Regions from separate parts of the Mus musculus genome. Here region 1 is linked to region 2. The links are chromatin contacts, called in public HiChIP or PLAC-seq maps. All regions are on one chromosome and are shown on one strand. The core of a region is the stretch at or near the end of the contact, and the rest is flanking DNA. Distances in the headings are between cores, read along the strand shown. Region 1 overlaps Bcar3 (breast cancer anti-estrogen resistance 3). Region 2 has its middle 19 kb from the start of Gm4610.

What was found. HiChIP or PLAC-seq counts read pairs in DNA pulled down with a chosen protein or histone mark.
Region 1: a contact with region 2 is called in an H3K4me3 HiChIP or PLAC-seq map of the 230-238 cell line, with 27 read pairs. The contact joins two enhancer-like sites. A contact is called at or near these places in 6 of 39 promoter capture datasets (the C10 cell line, embryonic stem cells, liver and 1 more), 4 of 15 datasets of contacts at CTCF or cohesin (the NIH/3T3 cell line, large pre-B cells, pro-B cells and 1 more), 15 of 484 Hi-C or Micro-C datasets (the 4T1 cell line, the C10 cell line, Sertoli cells and 11 more) and 10 of 115 datasets of contacts at active chromatin or transcription factors (the 230-238 cell line, acute myeloid leukemia, differentiating embryonic stem cells and 5 more).

What each region holds. Positions count from the first base shown.
Region 1 is chr3:122,458,449-122,462,845 of GRCm38.p6, reverse strand. All of the region lies in intron 3 of Bcar3 (breast cancer anti-estrogen resistance 3), which reads right to left. Among named protein-coding and RNA genes, the nearest start is that of Gm34349, 20 kb to the left of the region's middle. Within about 2 kb of position 1,370, at least 74 of the 459 cell types and tissues checked have an H3K27ac peak or open chromatin away from gene starts, as enhancers often do. A contact at or near this core is called in the 230-238 cell line, centroblasts, centrocytes and 1 more, where this site is marked.
Region 2 is chr3:122,370,759-122,375,133 of GRCm38.p6, reverse strand. No RefSeq gene overlaps it. Among named protein-coding and RNA genes, the nearest start is that of Gm4610, 19 kb to the left of the region's middle. Within about 2 kb of position 2,958, at least 61 of the 459 cell types and tissues checked have an H3K27ac peak or open chromatin away from gene starts, as enhancers often do. A contact at or near this core is called in the 230-238 cell line, centroblasts, centrocytes and 1 more, where this site is marked.

The DNA of each region.
Region 1 (4,397 bases), core at 121-2,620, 89 kb before region 2:
GGACTCTCCTTCCTTCTCACAAGCTGACCAGCTTCTGGCAAGATCCCAGGCCCTCATGTGAACTTGAACTGCCCCCAGCTTCCCTTCCGTCACCTGCTCCATTCAAGTCCTGCCAGGATCTGCTGGCCTGCTTGAATAAAACGGCTTCTAATTCTCCCTCCAAATGGCCTCTGGCGACACCTGGCCTCCCCGTGGCCACTGCCACTCCCTGAGGTAAACACTCCATGTCAGCTTCCCCTCACCTCCCACCCCCCCACACGGTGAGTGCACAGGAGAGACTTGGAAAACATCTGAGGCATGAGTGAACCTCCACGGAGTCTCTAAGAGCACTGTCTCCATCTGCTGGGAGGTCTGTCCTCACGGAGCAGCCCATCTCAAACCGGAAACTTGCCCTATTGAGGTGGCAGTCCCCAAAGGCCAAAAGAGGAGATTTTCGTTTCCATTTAAAGGCCAGGCTAATTTGCATTCAGTACATGTCTCCCTTTTCAGTACAATCCTGTGAGCTTTGACAAATGATCAGTTGGGTAATTATTTCTACAATCAAAGACATTCCCCTGTCATACTCTCAAAGTTCCCTTGTAGAGGTACCCTCGCTTACCCCTTTCAACCATGGACTCATTTCTGTCACCAGAGATGTGATTAGAGCTGGTAGACTTTGAAAGATTTAAAAAAAAAAAATGTTGCGTGGTACACCAGTGGTTTTGCGCGTCTGCTTCTTTCTGTAGCTGAACGGTATGCCACCGTGTGGATCTCCATGGTTTGTTCATGGCTGAAGCAGACATTCGGGCTGTTTCTAATTCATCAGTGGTGAATGATATTAAATAATGTCATATATAAGCGTATACACAGAGACTTTCGTATGAAATATGTTTTGTGATATGTTTTTTTTTTAAGTATCCATATTTCTGTAAGCTCAAAGGATAAGAATCTGCTGGGTGAGGGACTGTTTTCTACCCTATTCGTCTGTCTGTCTGTCTTCCTACCCAGTGGCTGCAGTGTTCTACACTGTAGTAACACGAAACTTCCTAAGAATAGCGACAGGGCACATTGTGGGCAGAGTGGGCGAAACTGAACATGGGCCCAGAGTTAGCCTGCATTCTCGGCTGGCACCCGTTTGATCTGGTCCCACAGGGGACAGCGCGGGCTCTCTGCGGATGTGCACACTCAGGCAAAAAACCTGCAGAGCCAGCCAATTGGGCCATTATCTGGTTCATATAACTTGTTAGAATCTCACGGAATGTACAGCGTGCCATTGTCTCTGTGAGTCCCTTTCATGACTTTGTGAGCTGGCTAATTCAGAGCAGACTCGCCTGTTTTCCTGCTGGAAGAAAGCACTTCCCTCAAAGACAGCTATTTAGCCATGACCATGGCTGCAGCCATGTAGAGTACAAAAGGGAGCTGAGGCCCGGCTGCCCCCTCTTCTGCCCAAGCCTCCCACAGCCAGGCTGCTTATTTTCGGTGCTGGAGTTTGCATTATTGTTTCTCTTTTCATCTGCTGGGTGACCTGAGGTATCCCAATCCTACTACGGGAAATGGCCTCGCTGAGATCTGAGCCTTGGGCAGGCTAACTGTCTATAGGCTTAGAACCCTCTGGGAACAGGCATTAACCCCACAAAGGATGGCTTTCTGAGCCTCTCTGGACGCCCCTGGGCTCCAGAGGCCTTCATTCAGCACAATAGCTCCAGTGTCGTGACATTTCTTCTAACCTGCAAAGCAGGCTTGGCGATGGCAAGTTTTATTAAGGCTCACAAGTGGGCAACAAGAATCCGCCAAGGCTGACAGCTAGGAACCCAGCCAGGAACAAAGGCTGCATCCTGTCTTGATACTTCCTTAGGTGGTCCCTGAAGAGCAGGCTTTTGTCTTCTGGCCACATTGTGCTGTCCACAGCCTGGGCACTGGAGGACACTTGCCTCTTCATTGCTAACTTGGAAATGCAGGCAGCCCACACTTTCTGCTGCACCAAGCTTTCTAATTTACCTTCCTTAAAAAGTAATCTTTTAAGGGGTGGAAAGGTTGCTAAGAGCCAGAGGACCAGGGAGTCTGCTGTGAGATCCTCTCTCTTAGAAATGACAGGAATACTCATCCAAGATAATTCCACAATGTAGCTGCCTATACAAGACCCGAGCAATGGTGATGTCAACAGGCACAGTGCTGAGGAAGGGGGATAGCTCAGGAGACCCATGTCTACCATGTCTAGACAGAGAACTAACTACAGGCATCGATTGACGACTAACGGGGGGGGGGGGGGGGGGGATTAGCCTCCCAGGGAATGAGCACCCTAATTGGCTAGCTAATACACTGTGGTCGGCCCTAAAACCATATACACACAAACCATGCTGAACAAACCCAGCAGGCTATACTTATATATTTATGCATATGTGTATGTGTGTCTTTCGATAAAACTCAAAAGGAGGCCATCAGTTTGAGAGGGATTTGGGGCAGGGATGGGAGGGGTTGGGAAGAGGAGAAGAAAGGAAGCAATGTAATTATATACTATTTAAAATTTTAATCACAAAAGGAAGTTACACTAAAAAGAAAGAGGGGGCAGAGAGAGAGAGAAAGAAAGGGGGAAGGAAGGAAGGAAGGAAGGAAGGAGAGGAGAGGAGAGGAGAGGAGAGGAGAGGAGAGGAGAGGAGAGGAGAGGAGAGGAGAGGAGAGGAGAGGAGAGGAGAGGAGAGGAGAGGAGGGAGAGAGAGTAATATAAGCCTATGGAATTTAGTGCAAGAAGATGGGCTGACTATTGAAGCACACAAGAGTAGGTGTAAAATTAAGTTTATAAAGGGGTTACAAAAATGACCCAGGACTGAGATGGCTCAGCAGCAAAGGTGATTGCTGCCAACCCTGACAGCCTGAGTTTTAATCCCCAGGACCCATGAAACGTGGAAGGTGAGGACTGACTTCTGCAAGATATCCTGATTTCCACGCACACACAAAAATAAATAAATAGAATATAGATCATCTAGGAACAGCAGGAATATTTTTTATAAGTGCAACATAGTGGATCATAAAGTAAATAGACAGTGTGACTCTCCAGTCTTCGGAAGGGACCGAAGTGGTAGCTGATCATTGTCCATTACACCCTTGGTCCTGGTATCTGAGATACAACTTGGAATGCTTCCCGCCATCCAAACAATATGGCAATTTTATAATCAAGAGGGTGAGCATAAGCGGTAGAAGTGACACACACCTATAATATGGGCTCTCAGAAGGCTGAGGCAAAAGGATTACAAATGTCCAGCTTGCCAGCCTGGGCTACATAATGACTTTGTGGCTAGCCTTGGTGACATAATCTTTCTCAAACAACAACAAACCAAGGAGACAACATAAGAATTCCTACCACTTCCTAAAAAAGATGTCTTTCTCTCCAGTCTCTCATAGACGCAGAGGTCCCTAAAATGTTAAAATTAGAACAACAAAACCTTTCCCAGCATTCTCATTTATGGGGAAGAAGGACTCCATAGAGAAAGTTTAAGTTCAGGGTTACATTATTAATTAAAACCCGAGTGTGGACCAAACCCCCTCTGTGGGGGAGACCGACGTTACATATCACCCAGTTCCCGTTGGAAGGACATCACACTCAACTATTACTAACAGCTTTAGCATCACTAGCAAACTTGATCAAACATTCTAAGCAATCATTTGACATGTCAAAAGACCGGACACAGAGTGACTATGTCTTGACAGGGCTATGTATATGACAAGACCAGGCAGGAAATAGGTGGGCACGAAACTCTACAGCCAAGCCCAGGGCTACTTACTACCTCTCAGAGCTATTTACTTCTTTTTTTTTTTTTTTTTTTTTTTTTTTTAAAGGTTGGTTTTTATCTAGCATCAGGTATGCCAGATACGGAGAGGAAAATTCCAGAGCTGTTCAGCCCTCACCGAGTCAGCGACCACACGGTAGGCAGCAGGAAAGGTGGGGCCCGCTAAGATGTGTACATTCCGATCTCAGTGAGGTGTAGTGAGACGCAGTTATATTTGACTACAGAAAAGGCTCTGTGATTATATAAGACAGCTATGGGTCCAACTGTCAAGATGACAGCCTTCTGAGCTATTACAGGAGGGGAAAATGTGAGGGGGAATATTCATGAAGCAAGAAGAGTAGAAAAGAGAGAAAAAAACCCCAACACTCTCCAAGGGCAGAGGAAACACAAAATCGGTGAGGAAGGAGCCGCCACCTCTGCCCCCAGGGGTAGGAGGATACTTCAGATCATCCATATATTTTCCTGACCCATCCACACATCAAATGCAGCCTCTAGGTTATAGGTGGGAGGCCCAGCTGCAACCCCACCAACCACCCAGAGGCTTCTCAGCCAGGTGGATTTCCTTCCATTTCATATGCAAAGAGCTTAGACACCCCAAGGCATCTGTGATCCTGTCCCCTTTTAATGTGCCAC
Region 2 (4,375 bases), core at 1,709-4,208:
CAGGCCTGCAAGGGAACCTCTTTTGCTGGACTAAGACAGCACTACCCACTTGGGCAGGCTCAAAGGGCCATTTTAAATTCTTTCTACTGCTAGATAGTTACAACAGTGATCACCAGTTAAGAAACGCCTACGTTGGGCTGGAGAGATGGCTCAGGGGTTAAGAGCCCTGACTGCTTTTCCAGAGAGTCTGAGTTCAATTCCCAGCAATCACATGGTGGCTCACAACCGTATATAATGTGATCCAATGTCCTCTTCTGATGTGTCTAAAGACAGCTACAGTGTACTCATATACATGAAATGAATAAAATAAATCTGAAGAAGAAGGAGAAGGAGGAGGAGGAGGAGGAGGAGGAGGAGAAGAAGAAGAAAAAGAAGAAGAAGAAGGAGAGGGAGAGGGAGAGGGAGAGGGAGAGAGAGAGAGAGAGAGAGAGAGAGAGAGAGAGAGAGAGAGAGAGAGAGAGAGAGAGAAAGGAAGGAAGGAAGGAAGGAGGAAAGACAGACAGACCTATGTTCTGTTGGTGCAGTGAGGCTGTGTCTACAGCTCCCCTCCTACCTCCTGACCTGGGTGCCAGAGAACTCTCCTCTGAGAGGTACTTCAGATGAAGTTAAGATGTAAACCTCTTCTCTAAGATGGCCTCAGGAGGGGAAGGTATCAGAGACAAAGATGGCACAGGTCTCATGAAATGTCCCCTCCAAAGCCCAGATGTTTGTCTCCTTAGTGATTCTAGATCCTGTCAATCAATATTAAGCATGATACAGAGCATATTAATTTGATTGTAGTGTAATTTATTAGTTTTGTTGTTGTTGTTTGTTTGGTTTGGTTTTTTGTTTGTTTGGTTGGTTTTTGAGACAGGGTTTCTCTGTGTAGTCCTGGCTGTCCTGGAACTCACTCTGTAGACCAGGCTGGCCTTGAACTCAGAAATCCACCTGCCTCTGCCTCCCAAGTGCTGGGATTAAAGGCATGTACCACCACCGCCTGGCTCCTACATGAAAATTTTAACAACAAAAAATTCAAATAAGAAAAATTCAAGTCATCTATAAGGCCCATCTCCACACAGGGATATAACCACTTTAATACTATTACTTCAGTGGTTGCTGAGTTGCATAATAGGCCCGTGAAAGCTACACCCGAGGGTCTGTGGAAAGGGTCAGTGGGCACAGCATTTGCCATGCATGAAAACCTAAGTTTAAGCCCCGGAACCTGCATGAAGTCCACAAAGTTTTTCTCTGACCTCCACACATGTGTTGTGGCATGTACATACCCACCACCCCACCACGAGAATGATAAAAATAACAATAATGGTTACAATAACAATTTCCAAAATGAAAACTGCATCTGCCTGCGCCTTATCAATATAACCTTATTTGGACAAAGAATTATGATAGACATAATTAAGTTAAGATCTCCATGTGAGATCATCCAGGAATGGAGTGAACCCTAAACTACTAACACCCTTTTCAGAGAGGAGAAGGGGTAGTCGACAGGCATAGAGGAAGCCATGGGAAGATCAAGTACAGGTTGAAGTGACACCTGCCAACAGGGAAGAGCCCTTCTCTAGAGCTTTTGGGGGTGTGGCCCTGATGACACCTAGATTTGGAGCTTCTGGCTTCCAGAACTGTGAGAGAATAAATCCTCACTGCTTTAATTAACTCACCAAACACTATAGCTTCCATCGGCGGTGGGAAAGTTTCCAGGAAATAGCTTTGGAGACAGAGAGATGGTCCCAGGTGGGTCACTGGGGAGCACTCCCAGGTGGGTCACTGGGGAGCACTCCCAGAACCAATGCCTGCAAGGCTGTGAGAGAGGAGGCACTGAGAGGAGGGCAAGCATGAGTTGTGAAGCAGCCCCAAAGCTGGAATGCTAATTCAAAGTTGTCTGAAGTGGAGCCCCAGAACGCTGCATCAGACAGCTGTTGGGATGAGAGGAAACCTGCATAGGACAACCGCCTTCACATGAAAACAAGACCTCAGCAGGCACCACCCCAGCCTTCTTGCTGAAATGGATCGGGGACCATACCAGCATGTCCTAAGCTCCTCTCTGAGCACTTCTATACTCCTTCCTAGTGCAGCATCCAGTTCCAGGACTCAATCTCTAAAATACCTGTCCTTCACGTTTACCCACAATTTAAAGTAGACATCTACTGTCAAAGCATCAGTGAGTTTCACGTGCTAAGTTCTTTAGAACAAACTCCTTTTAAGAAAGCAGAACTATTTCATATGACTAAAGTGCCATGTGATTTTTTTTTTCCAGGAAAGCTGTCTTTCTATATATACCTCTCTCAGTTCCTCCAGATGTCTGCCTTGACACTAGCTTGCTTTGAACACATGCTGTGCCTTGCTTGCTGATCTCCCTGGACTGTTCTTACCAAGCCATACAGTTGATTACTCCTCTTACTTATCAGGATTTCACTCACTTCCCCTACTCCTGCTCTCTGGCAGCACCACGGACTTTCCACTGCAACTGTCCCTCCCTGCCGCTTCTTTTACTCCTGGCTCTGGCCGACAGTGGGTGTGCAATCTTTGGTGCTTTGTATGCAGTCCTGTCCTCTAATGCTTAGGATCTTGTGTGTACCCTGTGCCTTTGGTACACAGCAGAGAGTTGTATATTCATGCATAGCTTCTGTTTTTTAATAACTCGATGATTTACTGAGCAGTTGCATTTCTATATGTCTATGGCCTGTATTCTGCATGTCAAAACTGCTCCCCTAATACCTACAAGCCAGAACACCTCAGGGTATGGCTCCATCAGACACTCTATGTGGGGTCTGCAGTATCAGCCCTACAGAAATCCACGCCCACAGCCCCGCTGGCCAAACATTAAGTACTAGAGGAATTCTCTCAGTCACATTCAAAACATCACTGGAATGACCACTATAGAAGAATCCAGTTAGTATATGTAGATAGACTCTCTCAGGAAGCAGAGCTTACCTCTTCCCCTACCAACCCTGAGCATGGTTTGTTTCCAAGAAATACAGAACAGGAAGGGGGTGTGGAGTAACCAACCATGGAGAACCCTGGCACACCCTAGGAAGTCAGATGATCCTGGGCAACTTATGCCACAGTGAGTCCAACAGCATGGATCCTTGACAGAGCGATGTGAGAACCTCGCTGTGCCTCCAGGGTCTTCCAGCAAACACATCATTTTAGTTCAACCAAAGCACCAAGGGAAAACAGACTAGAGGGCTGGTCAGATGGCTCAGAACACCCAACACTCATATAAAAAGTCAGGCCCAGTGAAATGAGTCGGCTATCCCAGCATTGAGGAGACAGAGACAAGTGGATTCCCGGAGGAGCGGTTGAGTCAGTGAGTTCCTGACTCAGGGAAAACTGTCTCAAGAAATAAAGTGAAGAGTGACTGAGGAGGAGAGCTGGCAACAGCACCCTAACCTCTGTGCACATGCATTTGTACAACATGTGCACACACAGACATGCATACACATAGAGAGGTGGAGGGAGAGAGAGCGGGGTGGGGGGGGCAGATTAGCACTTGACCAGCATCTTTTGAAACTGCCAACGTTATTAAAACAAAGGAAAGTATGACACTGTCAGAAACAAGCCAGAGAAGGCTGGGGACGACTCAGGGCCGTGTGGCATCCTGGTGAGGTCCTGGGAGCAGAACAGGACCAGATCCAAGCATAGGGTTCTCATTGTGACAATGGTTATGGTTCCAGGGGACACACGTAAGGTGTTAACAACAGGGACACCAGGAGAGGAGGACACAGGAACTCTGCCTTATCTTTGCAACATATATAACATATATATGTATATATATATATTAACCTAAGAGAAGCACAACAATGATTTTATGCCAGGGGAAAGCCACCGGACCTGCTGGGCCCTTAAATCAATCTGTTTTTTTATCACCGAGATACAGATAGGAAGGAGGTTGAAAGGGAAAGCCACATAAGGTCAGGGACTCAGCTTCAAAAACATGGAAGATGTGTTATCACCTGAGGGGGGTGTGCACATAGAACATCTGTGGAAGCCTGTGTCTTAGATAAATAGACAGTAGATGTTGAAATTGAGCACCTCAGGTACTTCCTGGGGCCAAGCGTGTTCTCCCTCCTTGACACTGCATGGAGGGACAGATTCCAGAGGGAAGACTGAGGCCCACATTTCGGGCTTTCATGAGATCAGTCAAATCTGGGGGCTTCCTAACCAGCATCCCAAACACTCCCATTTAAGAGGGAGTCTTGTCTGAGTCCCACATCCCCACTGAGGGCCTCTTCCTCAATCACCTACTGCATCTCAGTAAAGAGAAGGAAGGCGGTAAGGCTTTGACACCAGACCCTACAGACCAAACAAAGGCATCCATGGTCCTCTGTGTGAGCATAAACTACAGGAGTGTTTCTGTTTATAGCCATGACAATGAGAA